Linked DNA regions of Pan troglodytes: region 2 is linked to region 1. The links are chromatin contacts, called in public HiChIP or PLAC-seq maps. All regions are on one chromosome and are shown on one strand. Each heading gives the region's core, a stretch centred on a gene start, on an enhancer-like site or on the middle of the called end of the contact. The rest is flanking DNA. Distances are from core to core; before and after follow the strand shown. Region 1 holds the start of CMTM3 (CKLF like MARVEL transmembrane domain containing 3). Region 2 holds the start of PDP2 (pyruvate dehydrogenase phosphatase catalytic subunit 2).

Region 1 (5,865 bases), core at 941-3,440:
GGGCCCCTAAGAGTACAGGGATGCCTGAGCCTGCAGCTGTGGTTTGGGCAGCTGTAGCTGTGGGAAAGGGGGTCCCAGGGCTCCTGTCTGCCCCGTGGAGGAGGCCCCATTCTGCAGCTGCAGTTTGGGTAGCTGCAGCTGCACCTGGGAGAGCAGGACTCCTGCCTGCTCCATGGAGTGTGCAGCCCAGGCCATGCCTCCCTGCTGCAGCTGGGTGATGATAGCAGCAGGTTGTCTGGAGCCACGGCTGCCCTCAAAAGTGATCAATGACTGGTGATTGTCATGAGTGGTACAAGGTCTAGAGATAACCAGGTCCGGCCAGGTGCAGTGGCTCACGCCTGTAATCCCAAACCTTTGGGAGGCCGAGGCGGGAAGATTGTTGGAGGCCAGGAGTTCAAGACCAGCCTGGCCAACATGGCAAAACCCTGTCTCTACTAAAAATACAAAAATTAGCTGGGTGTGGTGGCACAGGCCTGTAATCCCAGCTACTTGGGAGACTGAGGCATGAGAATCCCTTGAATCTGGGAGGTGGAGGTTGCAGTGAGCCAAGATCATGCCACTGCACTCCAGCCTGGGTGACAGAGTGAGACTCTGTCTCAAGAAAGAAAAAAGAGATAACTAGGTCCACACGTGTTTGTGTCTTTCCACAATGTCAGATTTTTATTCACCCTATACCCAAGGGTAAAAAAAAACAAAAGCCACGAGCTATCCCAAGGAGCCAATTTGCTTCTTCTTCTTCTTCTTCTTTTTTCTTTCATACAGAGTCTCACTCTGCCGCCCAGGCTGGAGTGCAGCTGGAGTGCAGTGGTGCGATCTCAGCTCACTGCAACCTCTGCCTTCTGGGTTCAAGTGATTCTCATGCCTCACCCTCCCAAGTAGCTGGGGTTACAGGCCTGTGCCACCACGCCCAGCTAATTTTTGTATTTTTAGTGGAGATGGGTTTTCGCCATGTTGGCCAAGCTGGTCTCGAACTCCTGACCTCAGGTGATCTGCCTGCCTCAGCCTCCCAAAATGCTGGAATTATAGGCATGGGCCACTGCACCCAGACCCAAGGAGCCAATTTTCCTTAGTACTTCTCGTTCACTCAGTAGTGAGCACATGGGCTCAAGCCACTCCACAAGTCAGTCAATATTGCAAACCATATATAATAGTATACTTAATCCACATGTAAATGTTATAAACATTCCACAACAAACAAAGTAGCATTTAACATCAAGAGAAAAAGAGATAGGAGAAAGGGTTAAGGAACCAGTTCCAGGGTAAGGAAGAAGACAAAAGGAATCCTGGTCTGGGCTTGAGGGTCTTGCAGAGTCTTTGAGGGGCAGAGCCTTGGGAGGCAGATGCAGAGTTCTTATGAATGGCAGTGGGATGGTTGTCAGTTAAGGCTGCTGGGCTGCTGTTTTGTAGTCACAGAGTGCTCTGGTGAGAAATGGTCGAGGAACAGTGTGCTTCTTTGTGTCCTTATCTGGTTGGATGCAGTCTTTATTTATTTTATTTTTTTATTTTTTGAGACAGAGTCTTGCTCTGTCGCCCAGGCTGGGGTGCAGTGGTGTGATTTTGGCTCACTGCAACCTATGGCTCCCGGGTTCAAGCGATTCTTGTGCCTCAGCCTCCTGAGTAGCTGAGATTATAGGCACGGTGCCACCACGCCCAGCTAATTTTTGTATTTTTAGTAGACACGGGGTTTCACTATATTGGCCAGGCTGGTCTCGAACTCCTGACCTCGTGATCCACCCACCTCCGCCTCCCAACGTGCTGAGATTACAGGCATGAGCCACAGCGCCTGACCTTCTATTTTTTATTAAACAAAACATCTTGCCCTTGTTGGCAAAGCACCCTATGAAATATAAAATGAAGTCTTTTTCTAAGATGGAGTTAGTTATGTCAAGGGTGCGCAGTACTGTGCCATAAGCTCTCCCCCGGCTGCCCAGAGAGAAAACCTCTTAAAGACACCATCACAGCAGTTCAGCGGGGAGCAGGCAGGAATGGTTTCGGATCTAGTGGTGGTGAGAAGTAGACAGAGATCAGAGAAAGTTATAGGAGGTGAAAGTGGGAGGACCTTGGTTACAGACTGCCGGTGAAGAGGGACAAGGACAACCCGCAGGTCTCCGCTAGTCAGGTGGAAGGAAAGGAGGGGGCAGTGCCCTTCGCAGAGGCACAGGAAGCTGGGTCTTGATCACGCTGAACTCCAGACGCTCTCTAGATGTGCACGCATGTGCGTGTGGAGTGTGTGTGTGTGTGAGAGAGAGAGAGATGTGTTGGGGTGGGGGGACTGCAGGTCAGGAAGTCCTGCAGATGTGCGTGCCTGTGTGTGTTTGCGCGCGCGCGCGTGTGTGTGTGTCTGTGTGTGTGCCTGGAGCTGTGCTTGCAGGTCTGAGAGTCCTCTGAGAATGGGTTGGGGGAGGCGGGTGCAGGACCGAGGCCTGGAACAGCCAACAAAGAGGCCCTGGAGGAGGGTGGGGCTGGCCGGGGACAGGAGGGGTGGCCAAGAAAGTCGCAAGAAAACTCCGGCCCCCAAGAAAAAGAGAGGGCATGGGTTGCGGAGCCGACATCACGGCCGGGGTCTTTGCTGTTTAGACGCCTGGGTTCCCGGATCCCAGACACGCGCACGGGCAGGAAGTTAGACCGGAGACAGCGAGTATAGACAGCCCTTCTGGATAGGGGCAGACGGGTGGGAGCTCCGAAGGGGTGCCGGGGCGGTGATCGGGAGGTCTCCAGCGGCCCGAACCAGGGTGAAGAAGAAGGTGGAGTCTGCGGAGGCCCCAGGCCGGGGAGGGGGCGGGTCGGGCCCAGCATCCCCCGCAGCCGGGGTCCGAGGGGGAGGGGCGGGCTGGAGGAGCGGGTGGGGGCGGGGCGGGGCGTGGCGGCGGGGGATGCGCCCCTGCGCGAGCCAGTGTCGCCTGCCCTCCTTCCGCACAGCCCGGGTTTCCGCTTCCCTCCGGGCGCGAGAAGAGGGGAGCCAGGCCGAGCCCCGGCCGTACCGCCGCCGCCGCCATGTGGCCCCCAGACCCCGACCCCGACCCCGACCCGGACCCCGAGCCTGCCGGCGGCTCCCGTCCCGGCCCCGCGGTCCCCGGGCTCCGCGCCCTGCTGCCGGCGCGGGCTTTCCTCTGCTCTCTCAAAGGCCGCCTCCTGCTGGCCGAGTCGGTGAGTGCGGCGGGACCCTCGGCCGCCCCGCTGGGACTGCGCGGCTCCTTTCGGAGGAGGACGTCGGGGCGCGGGTGGGGTCCGGGGGCGGCCGCCGTGCTCCGATACCCCCTCTCCGCGCCGCCTCGGCCGACTTCTCTCGGGCGCCTGGCGAAGTTGGGTCGAGGTCCCCAAACTTTGGACGGCGGGGCGGGGCCCGAGCCCAGGCCATCCGCGGCGCTGTCCCCGCGAGTCCAGAGCTGGGGGCCGTGGGAAGTGGGTGGGGCCCGGGGATGTGGGTCCTGCTGTGTGAGCCAGGCGCCCCCGCCCTCTCTGGGCCCCGGGGACTCGGGCAACTCGGACCTCCGGGACTCCCGGGCCGCAGCGGGGTCCGCTTTCCTGCGCGCGGGTAGTGCAGGCCGGGGCCTCGACCTGCAGGGCCGAGCGGGCGGGGGGCCGTGCGGAGCGGGAGGGATCCCCCACCCCCGGGACTGGGTGAGGCGGCCCCGCGGTGACTTCATCGCCCTCCTCCCCTCCGCGGCCGGGCTCCTTCCTACTCCGCCCTCGCCCCCACCCCGGCCGGTGGGGCTTCTTTGTCCTCTGGACACCGGAGGCGCCCGCACTGTCCGCTGTGGGGTAGGGGTGGCGCTGGGCCGCCGGGGATGGGGAGGGAGAGGCCGGGCCGGAGACCGGGGGAGGCGGGAGGAGAGAGCGGCGCACGGCGGCGGCCACTTGTTGCTTAGATCCCAGGGACTTGGCGCTTCCTGCCCTTGTCCCCACTTTACAGATGAGAGCGCTCAGGCGCCTGATTTGACAGGTGGCTCAACTGAGGGGCCCAGTGAGAGCGGCCCGGAGGGTGGGGGCAGGAGGAAGGGGGATTCTGCTCCGGGACCTCTCCCTGGTCGCTCAGGGCAGAGGGCCTAAGGTGGTCCTGCAGCCTCTCCCACGGTCAGCCCAGAAGCCACCTGCCCAACGCCCAAGTGAGACACCAATGCCACACTCCGAGCCCACACTCCCAGCCCCACCCTGGAGACCACTGGGAGCCACTTGAGGGGAGAAGCCTCGAATCCACCGTCCCCAGAGTGGCTTGAACCCCCCCATCCCCACCCAGGACCACCTCATAAGGGGGAGGCATATGTCCAGCAGGAGCATAGAGGCCACCCTGGGCCCAGCAGATGTCAGGAATCCAGGTCAGGGAGGATAAGGAAGGGTCAACGGTCAGCACTCAGGGTTCACAGGAGCCGCTGAGGGCACTCCTGCCTCCCTAGTCCCCTCACTCCCACCCCCAGGCCAAGCAAGTGCAGAGGCTGAGATGGACAGAAACAGAGAGAGGAAGTGGCCCCAGAAATCGCGGGGTGAAAAAACAGGAATTGAGAGGGGAATCCCCAGAATTAGGCTTTGGGGTGCAGGCATAGGAGACAGGAAGGGGAGGGCCAGAGCTGGGTCAGTCCCATGGAAGGCCTTCCTGGGAGGCCCCAGCAGCCTCCCAGCCCGTCTCTATGCCTTAGTCTATCTTTCCAAAGGGGGCTCAGCTGCACCCAAGGCCATGTGCAGAGCAAATGGGGGTGCTCTGGGGACCCCCTGGGATCCCTGCAGTTCATTTGTCTGAAGCAGCCACAGTGCTTCCTGTGGGGCATCTGGGTGTCCCCATGGGGACTCCTGCACCCACTAGAAACTACTCAGCCATAGACATGTTCAAACGCAGCCACAGTGACAGAAACCAGGGACAGATGGCCTCCCCAACACCCACAGTGCCAAGTTGCTTAAGAACTCTACCTGGGCCCGGCGTGGTGGCTCATGCCTGTAATTCCAACACTTTAGGAGGCCGAGGTGGGTGGATCGCCTGAGGTCAGGAATTCGAGACCAGCCTGGCCAGCATGGTGAAACCCTGTCTCTACTAAAAATAAAAAAATTAGCTGGGTTTGGTGGCGGGCGCCTGTAATCCCAGCTACTCGGGAAGGCTGAGGCAGGAGAATCACTTGAACCCGGGAGGTGGAGGTTGCAGTGAACTGAGATCGTGCCACTGCACTCCAGCCTGGGAGACGGAGCAAGACTCCATCTCTGGGGCGGAGGTAAGATAACTCTATCTGGGGGGTCAGCCAGCCCTGGGTTCAAATTCTAGTAGCCTCTGATTAGCCATGTGACAGAGTCTTCTCATCTGTAAAGTGGGGCTGTGCTCATGGGTGGATGTGAGGGTCAGAGGAGATGCCCGTGAGCCTCAGGGTACCAGGCACTGTGGAGCCCCAGGCTGGCCAACAGGTCACCTTGGCCTGCTCTGCAGCGCACCTGGGCTGCAGGACTGCCCAGGGCTCGACATCCTCCTGCATCAGCTCTTCCCACCTACAGAGTTGTGGGCAAGACCACAGTGAACATTTTGATTCTTGTAGTTCAAGTACAGCTGGCCCCACCTTTCACAGCTGGCCCTGTATGAATAAGGCAGCAGAGCCTGAGGTGTCAGTGCCAACGCACCCTCTGTTAGATGTTCCTTTCTTATCATTATGAAAATTTGCAAATACATTAAAACTCCGAAAGATTTTTTTGCTTTATCTATCTGTCCATCAAGCCATTTTATCTTTTAACACAAAATAAATTGCAGACATCAGGACATTTCAACTCTGAACACTTCAGGACGCATATCATTAAGGTTCAAGGTTTGTTTTTTCTTTTCAAGGTGAAATCTACATTCAGTGACGAGCACACGTCTTTGGTGTTGGGTGTTACTTTTTGGAAACTGGTTCC
Region 2 (5,865 bases), core at 1,802-4,301, 280 kb after region 1:
AATTGCTTGAACCCAGGAGGCAGAGGTTGCAGTGAGCCAAGATTGTGCCACTGCACTCCAGCCTAGGCAGCAGAGCAAGACTCTGTCTCAAAAAAAGAATAAATAAATAAAACATAAAACAAAAATAGTTTTGCTCCCCCCCCCCATTATACAAGTTATGCTAGATGGAGTAATGTATATTTACTGTAAAAAATTTGTAATGTTCACCTTTGTCTCTTTAGGATAAATTGAAAGAAGTAGAATTAGTGGATCAAAGGTATGCCCATTGAGTAGCCTCCATGTATGCTCTGTATTAGTCTGTTTTCACATTGCTATGAAGAATACCTGAGACTGCATAATTTATAAAGGAAAGAGGTTTAATTGACTCACATTTCCGCATGGCTGGGGAGGCCTCAGGAAACTTACAATCATGGCAGAAGACAAAGGGGAAGCAAGACACGTTTTAAATGGCGGCAGGCAAGCAAGAGCACAGGGGAAACTGTCTCTTATAAACAATCAGATCTCCACGAGGTCAGGAGATCCAGACCATCCTGGCTAACACAGTGAAATCCTGTTTCTACTAAAAATACAAAAAATTAGCCGAGAGTGGTAGCGGGCACCTGTAGTCCCAGCTACTCGGGAGGCTTGGGCAGGAGAATGGCGTGAACCCGGGAGGCAGGGCTTGCAGTGAGCTGAGATCGCGCCACTGCACTCCAGCCTGGGCGACAGAGCGAGACTCCGTCAAAAAAAAAAAACAAAATCAGATCTCGTGAGAACTCACTCACTATTATGAGAACAGCATGAGAGAACAGCCCTTATGATCCAATCACCTCCCACCAGATCCCTCCCTTGACAAGTGGGAATTACAATTTGAAATGAGATTTGGGTGGGGACAAAGAGTCAAGAGTATTTGCTTATAAGACCTTGGGACAAGGAAGCCTTGAGACATCCGGAGAGGGACTTGGGCTGGCCATCCTATATAGGGTGACTGAACTGGTTATAGCCTTGAAATGAAAGTTCCAGTGCACATAAAATCCTCCAGGGTGCATTTTTACTTTGGAAGTGGGTGTGTGTGGTAACTTAGAAAAACTCAGTGGTTTCAGGCTTGGTGGAATGATGTAATTTTTCTCAGGAAAGTGGCGGGGGCCGCCATCTGTGTGTCTCAGCAGTCAGCCCAGGGCCTGACACATTGTGGGCACCCATAACACCTGCAGATTGAATAATTAAACACTGCTGCCTCTGTCCGGAAGGGTAACCCGTTGTGACCCTATATGACCTGTCTGCTGGGGGGAGGGAAGAAGTGTGCTTTTGCATTCTCTTGCACTCATTTATTAGAAACCCTTAGACTTATTTTTTAGTTTGGGTCTGAAACAGTCCTCTTAATATGCAGGAAGAGAGATATTGCCAATCCTGACTTTGAACTTCTGGAAAGGGCTAAGGGTGAGTGGAACTATAAATATACAAGGGCAAGTCTGACATGAGCGGTTTTATTGTGACCACGTCCTTGGGTCCAGGAGGCTGGCCAGGCTGCCCAGGTAAGCCAGTGTGTCTTCCTTCTGGAAAACCACACTCTCAGGGCTCCAAGTGGCTTTTTCTGGTTGTCTCCCATTTTTCTCTGTCTCCAGGGAAGGACTCCATCTGACTTACCATAGTTACAAGAGTTCTGTTAAAATAATTTATAAGGAAGCAGGTGATTACCGGAATGCCACAATGTTAGGACCAGAAGGGACGGAGGGATTATCTGGTGTCGGGGTTCGCTGTCTCTCTCAACCTACCAGCCGCCAGCCGTGCTGCGTTAATTGTCAGTAGCAGGCCAATATAATGGTCAGTTCAAAGCTTAATGGTTTGTGGGAAACCACTAAAGACTTTAGGGCAGGAATTTGAGGGTTTTTTTGGTTTGTTTTTGTTTCTGTTTTTGTTTTTTTTGAGACAGACTCTCACTCTGTCTCCCAGGCTGGCGTGCAGTGGCATGATCTCGCCTCAGTGCAACTTCCACCTCCCTGGTTCAAATGATTCTCATGCCTCAGCCTCCCGAGTAGCTGGGACTACAGGCGCGCACCATCACTCCTAGCTAATTTTTGTATTTTTAGTAGAGACAGGGTTTCGTGATGTTGGCCAGGCTGGTCTCAAACTCCTGACCTCAGGAGATCCGCCCGCCTCGGCCTCCCAAAGTGCTGGGATTACCGGCAGGAGCCACCGCACTCGGCCTTGGAATTTGAGTTTTAGAAGTGTCATTCTGCCAGGCGTGATGGCTCACGTCTGTAATCCCAGCACTTTGGGGGGGCTGAGGTGGGAGGATTGCTTGAGCCCGGCAGTTTGAGACCAGCCTGGGCAACATAGAAAGACCTTGTCTCTACCCACCAACCACGAGAAAAGGTGGGAGGGGCGTCATTCTGGCTGCTCTGCTCTGTGGTTAGGACCAAGTCAAAGGTGGAGAAGGGAAAACCGTAAAATCAAGTGAGAGGCTTGGAATAGGGTGGCTGCGTCGCCGGATGGATGAGTGGAGAGAGATTTAGGAGATAGGATTTACAGCATTAGATAACTGGAAAGAGAGGGTGAGGGAGAGGAAGGAGTCAAGATGCCTCCCAGGGTTTTGGCTTGGGTCTCTGGGCAGATGGTGGGGCCATTACTGGGTTAGGAGAGAAGAGAAAAAGCAAGTTTGGCAGAAAGCTGAGTTTGGGGAAAGTTATGTTTGAGGCGCCTGGGGGCCTCCAGAGGCAGGTGTCCAGGTGGCTGGACACCAGGGTGTGGCGCTCAAGAGAGGGTTCTGGAGTGGTCGACACCGAAGTGGAGAGGAAGCAGTGAGGTGTTCTAACAACGGTGAGGAATTGGGGAGGCCGCTGGGTTCGGGGTATGCAGAGTGTAGCGGCCACGTAGCTGGCGATCTCAGGCACGTGACTGCCTGGTCCTGTAGCCCCGCGCTGGAACACTTTCAGCACCCAGGCAGGGGGTAAGGGGCGGTGTTGGCCCCTCCCGGGTCCCGCGTTTCTGCCCGCCTCTCATCCTCTTTAGCCATTGGGCAATACCTCTGTCCATCAAGGGCCCGCCTCCGCAATTGAGCCAACCAGGGCTGGCGGGAGGGCGCTTCCTTCTGGAGCTGGGTCCTGACTAGGGACTGCCTGGGTGAGGTGAGGACCTGGTGGCCGCAGTTGTGGCACTGTGCGCAGGCGCGGAACTGACCGGACGGAGCGGGCGGCTGTGGCCTCGCCAGCTGGTGAGAAGCGGGCGAGGGTCCGAGGTAGGGAAGGTAACGAGCGGGGGATGTGGACACCTCTTTCCCCGCCAGGCCTCGCCGGTGCCTGACCCTCCCGGCCTGCGGCACCGGCTCAGGTGACTGGGCGCAGAGCTGAGGTGAGGGGGCGGGTCCGCGGCGGAGAGGGACCAGCTGGGCCTACGACCACGGTCACCCCACTCACGTGCGCGCGCCACGTGGGCCCGCGGGCTCGCCGAGGACCCTTGGCTGCCTACCGGGGCACCCCACTAGCTGCTTTGGCCTATCGAGCACCCCTTGGGGCTCTGTATCCCGATGCACGCCCCTGTTTTACAGGCTGGCAAGCCGGGGCTCAGAGGCACCAAGCGGGTCGCCCGGGGGCACCCATCTGGGGTACGGCCGTGCCGGGGTTCTAGGGAGATCGGTTTTGGTGGGCTCCGGAGTCCATGCACTTAGCGATGAGGCTGAAGTCAGAGATTTGAACTTGGGACCTGTCTGTTTTCTTAAAGGATGCAAAATGGTTTGCGTCCTGGCTGCGGTGGATCACCCTGCACCGCTGCCTGCCTTGACTGCAGGGCCGGAGCGTCAGGCGCCCTCTGCTCCCGGACAGACCGCCCCCGCACCGACTTCTGCGGGGTGGGCTGGCACCCCCCCCCCTGCGGGGTGGGGGAGTGAGGGGACGGTCCTCAGTCCTGGGAACTCTTGAGGTCCCGACAAATGATCTCGAGATCCCGAGGGCAGGATTCATACATGAAACCGGAGAAAAGCTCATTATAATGGGTCAAGGTTTTGTTCTGTTTTTTTTTTTTAATTTAATTTAATTTAATTTAATTTAATTTAATTTAATTTATTATATTCCAAGGAAAAGTACCACCAGAGGCTAGTGAAGGGACTAGGAAACTCGTCACCCCCTTGCGGAGGCAGATGTGAAGCTTTTGGAAATCAGTTTGGCAATGAGTCTACACCCTTGGACCTACTGACTCCTTGTTTGGGAAATAACTAGGATAAAACCTAAGTAGAGAAAAGGTTACTGCATAAAGCAGTACAGTTTGGTGGGGTTTTGTTGTTATTGTTGTTTTTAAAGAGACAGATCTGGCTCTGTCGCCCAGGCTGGAGTGCAGTGGTGTGATCATAGCTCACTGCAGTCTTGAACTCTTGGGCTCAAGCGATCCTCCCACCTCAGCCTCTTGAGTAGCTGGGACTACAGGCACGTACCACCATGCCCAGCTAATCTAAAAATTTTTGTAGAGATGGGGCACTTGCTGTATCACCCAGGGTGGTCTTAAACTCCCTAGCCTCAAGTGATCCTCTCGCCTTGGCCTCCCAAAATGCTGAGATTATAGGCATGAGCCACTGTGCCCAGTCCAGTTTGGTATTTTATATTAATAAATAGCAAGTAGTAGAAACAACCTCTAAATCTCCAGCAGTAAAGAATAGTTAAGTAAGTTGTGATTATTTATGTCAAAATGTAGCCATCAGATGTGAAAAAATACTCTTATTTTTTGTAGCCAGATTCAAAGTTGTGGTTACAACTCTACAAAAATACGTACAGAATGACTAGGCGCAGTAGCTCCCACCTGTAATCTCAGCACTTTGGGAGGCCAAGGGCAGAAGATCGCTTGAGCCTAGGAATTTGAGACCAGCCTGGAAAACACAGGGAGACCCTGTCTATTAGCTGGGCCTGGTGGCACATGCCTGTAGTCCCAGCTACGTAGGAGGCTGAGGCAAGAGGATCCCTTGAGGCCAGAAGGGCAAGGCTGCAGTGAGCCACGATCTTACCATTGCACTCTAGCCTGGGGACAGAGCCAGGCTCCATCTCAAAATAAGCAAACAAACAAACAAAAAAAAACAAACAAAAAAAACCAGAATGACTAGAGGGGTATATACCTAATGATGAAAATAATAACAACTTTTTTTTTTTTTTTTTAGCAGAAGGGTCATATTTTATTAAATTCTCACAAAACCTTCTAAGACTAATATTCCCATTCCACCAATAGATAACTGGAGTGTTACCTCATCAGCAGTGTGTCTGATGCTACACAAGATAGTATCACAGCTAGTGTGCTATTGGGCCTCTGAAAATGTCATATTTAGCCAGTATTTGAGGACTTAGTGTGTGCCGGGTACAGGGCCAGGCACTGGAAAGCTGTTGGTGAGTAAGGCAGCCATAGTTGCTTGAGTCATGGAGTTTATAGACTAGTGGGGAAATATACATGTATATAAAATTTAGTTTTTGAGACAGGGTCTTGCTCTGTCGCCCAGGCTGGAGTGCAGTGGCAGGAGCACAGCTCATTGCAGTCTTGACCTCCAGGGCTTGAGCAATCCTCTCACCTCAGCCTTACAAGTGAATGGGGCTATAGGTGTGCGCCACCATGCCCAACTAATTTGTAAAAAAATTTTTTGTAGAAACCAGGTCTCCTTATGTTGCCCAGGCTGGTCTTGGAACTCCTAGGCTCAAGTGATCCTCCCGCCTCAGCCTTTGGAGTGGTTACAGGTATGAGCCACTATGCCCGAAGCAGATTATTTATTTATTTATTTATTTTTGAGACGGAGTTTCGCTCTCGCCCAGGCTGGAGTGCAGTGGTGCAATCTTGGCTCACTGCAAACTCTGCCTCCTGGGTTCACGCCATTCTCCTTCCTCAGCCTCCTGTGTAGCTGGGACTACAGGCGCCCGT

What was found. HiChIP or PLAC-seq counts read pairs in DNA pulled down with a chosen protein or histone mark.
Region 2: a contact with region 1 is called in an H3K4me3 HiChIP or PLAC-seq map of stem cell-derived excitatory neurons, with 10 times the contacts expected there. The contact joins the promoter of PDP2 here to the promoter of CMTM3 in region 1. A contact is called at or near these places in 3 of 7 Hi-C or Micro-C datasets (induced pluripotent stem cells, a lymphoblastoid cell line and stem cell-derived neural progenitor cells) and 1 of 1 datasets of contacts at active chromatin or transcription factors (stem cell-derived excitatory neurons).

What each region holds. Positions count from the first base shown.
Region 1 is chr18:64,631,627-64,637,491 of NHGRI_mPanTro3-v2.0_pri, forward strand. It overlaps CMTM3 (CKLF like MARVEL transmembrane domain containing 3), which reads left to right and starts at 2,191. Exons shown (of 6, transcript XM_016929977.3): 1 at 2,191-2,638; 2 at 2,920-3,147. The coding sequence starts at 2,995. All of the region lies in intron 4 of CMTM4 (CKLF like MARVEL transmembrane domain containing 4), which reads right to left.
Region 2 is chr18:64,907,342-64,913,206 of NHGRI_mPanTro3-v2.0_pri, forward strand. It overlaps PDP2 (pyruvate dehydrogenase phosphatase catalytic subunit 2), which reads left to right and starts at 3,052. Exons shown (of 2, transcript XM_001159664.7): 1 at 3,052-3,193.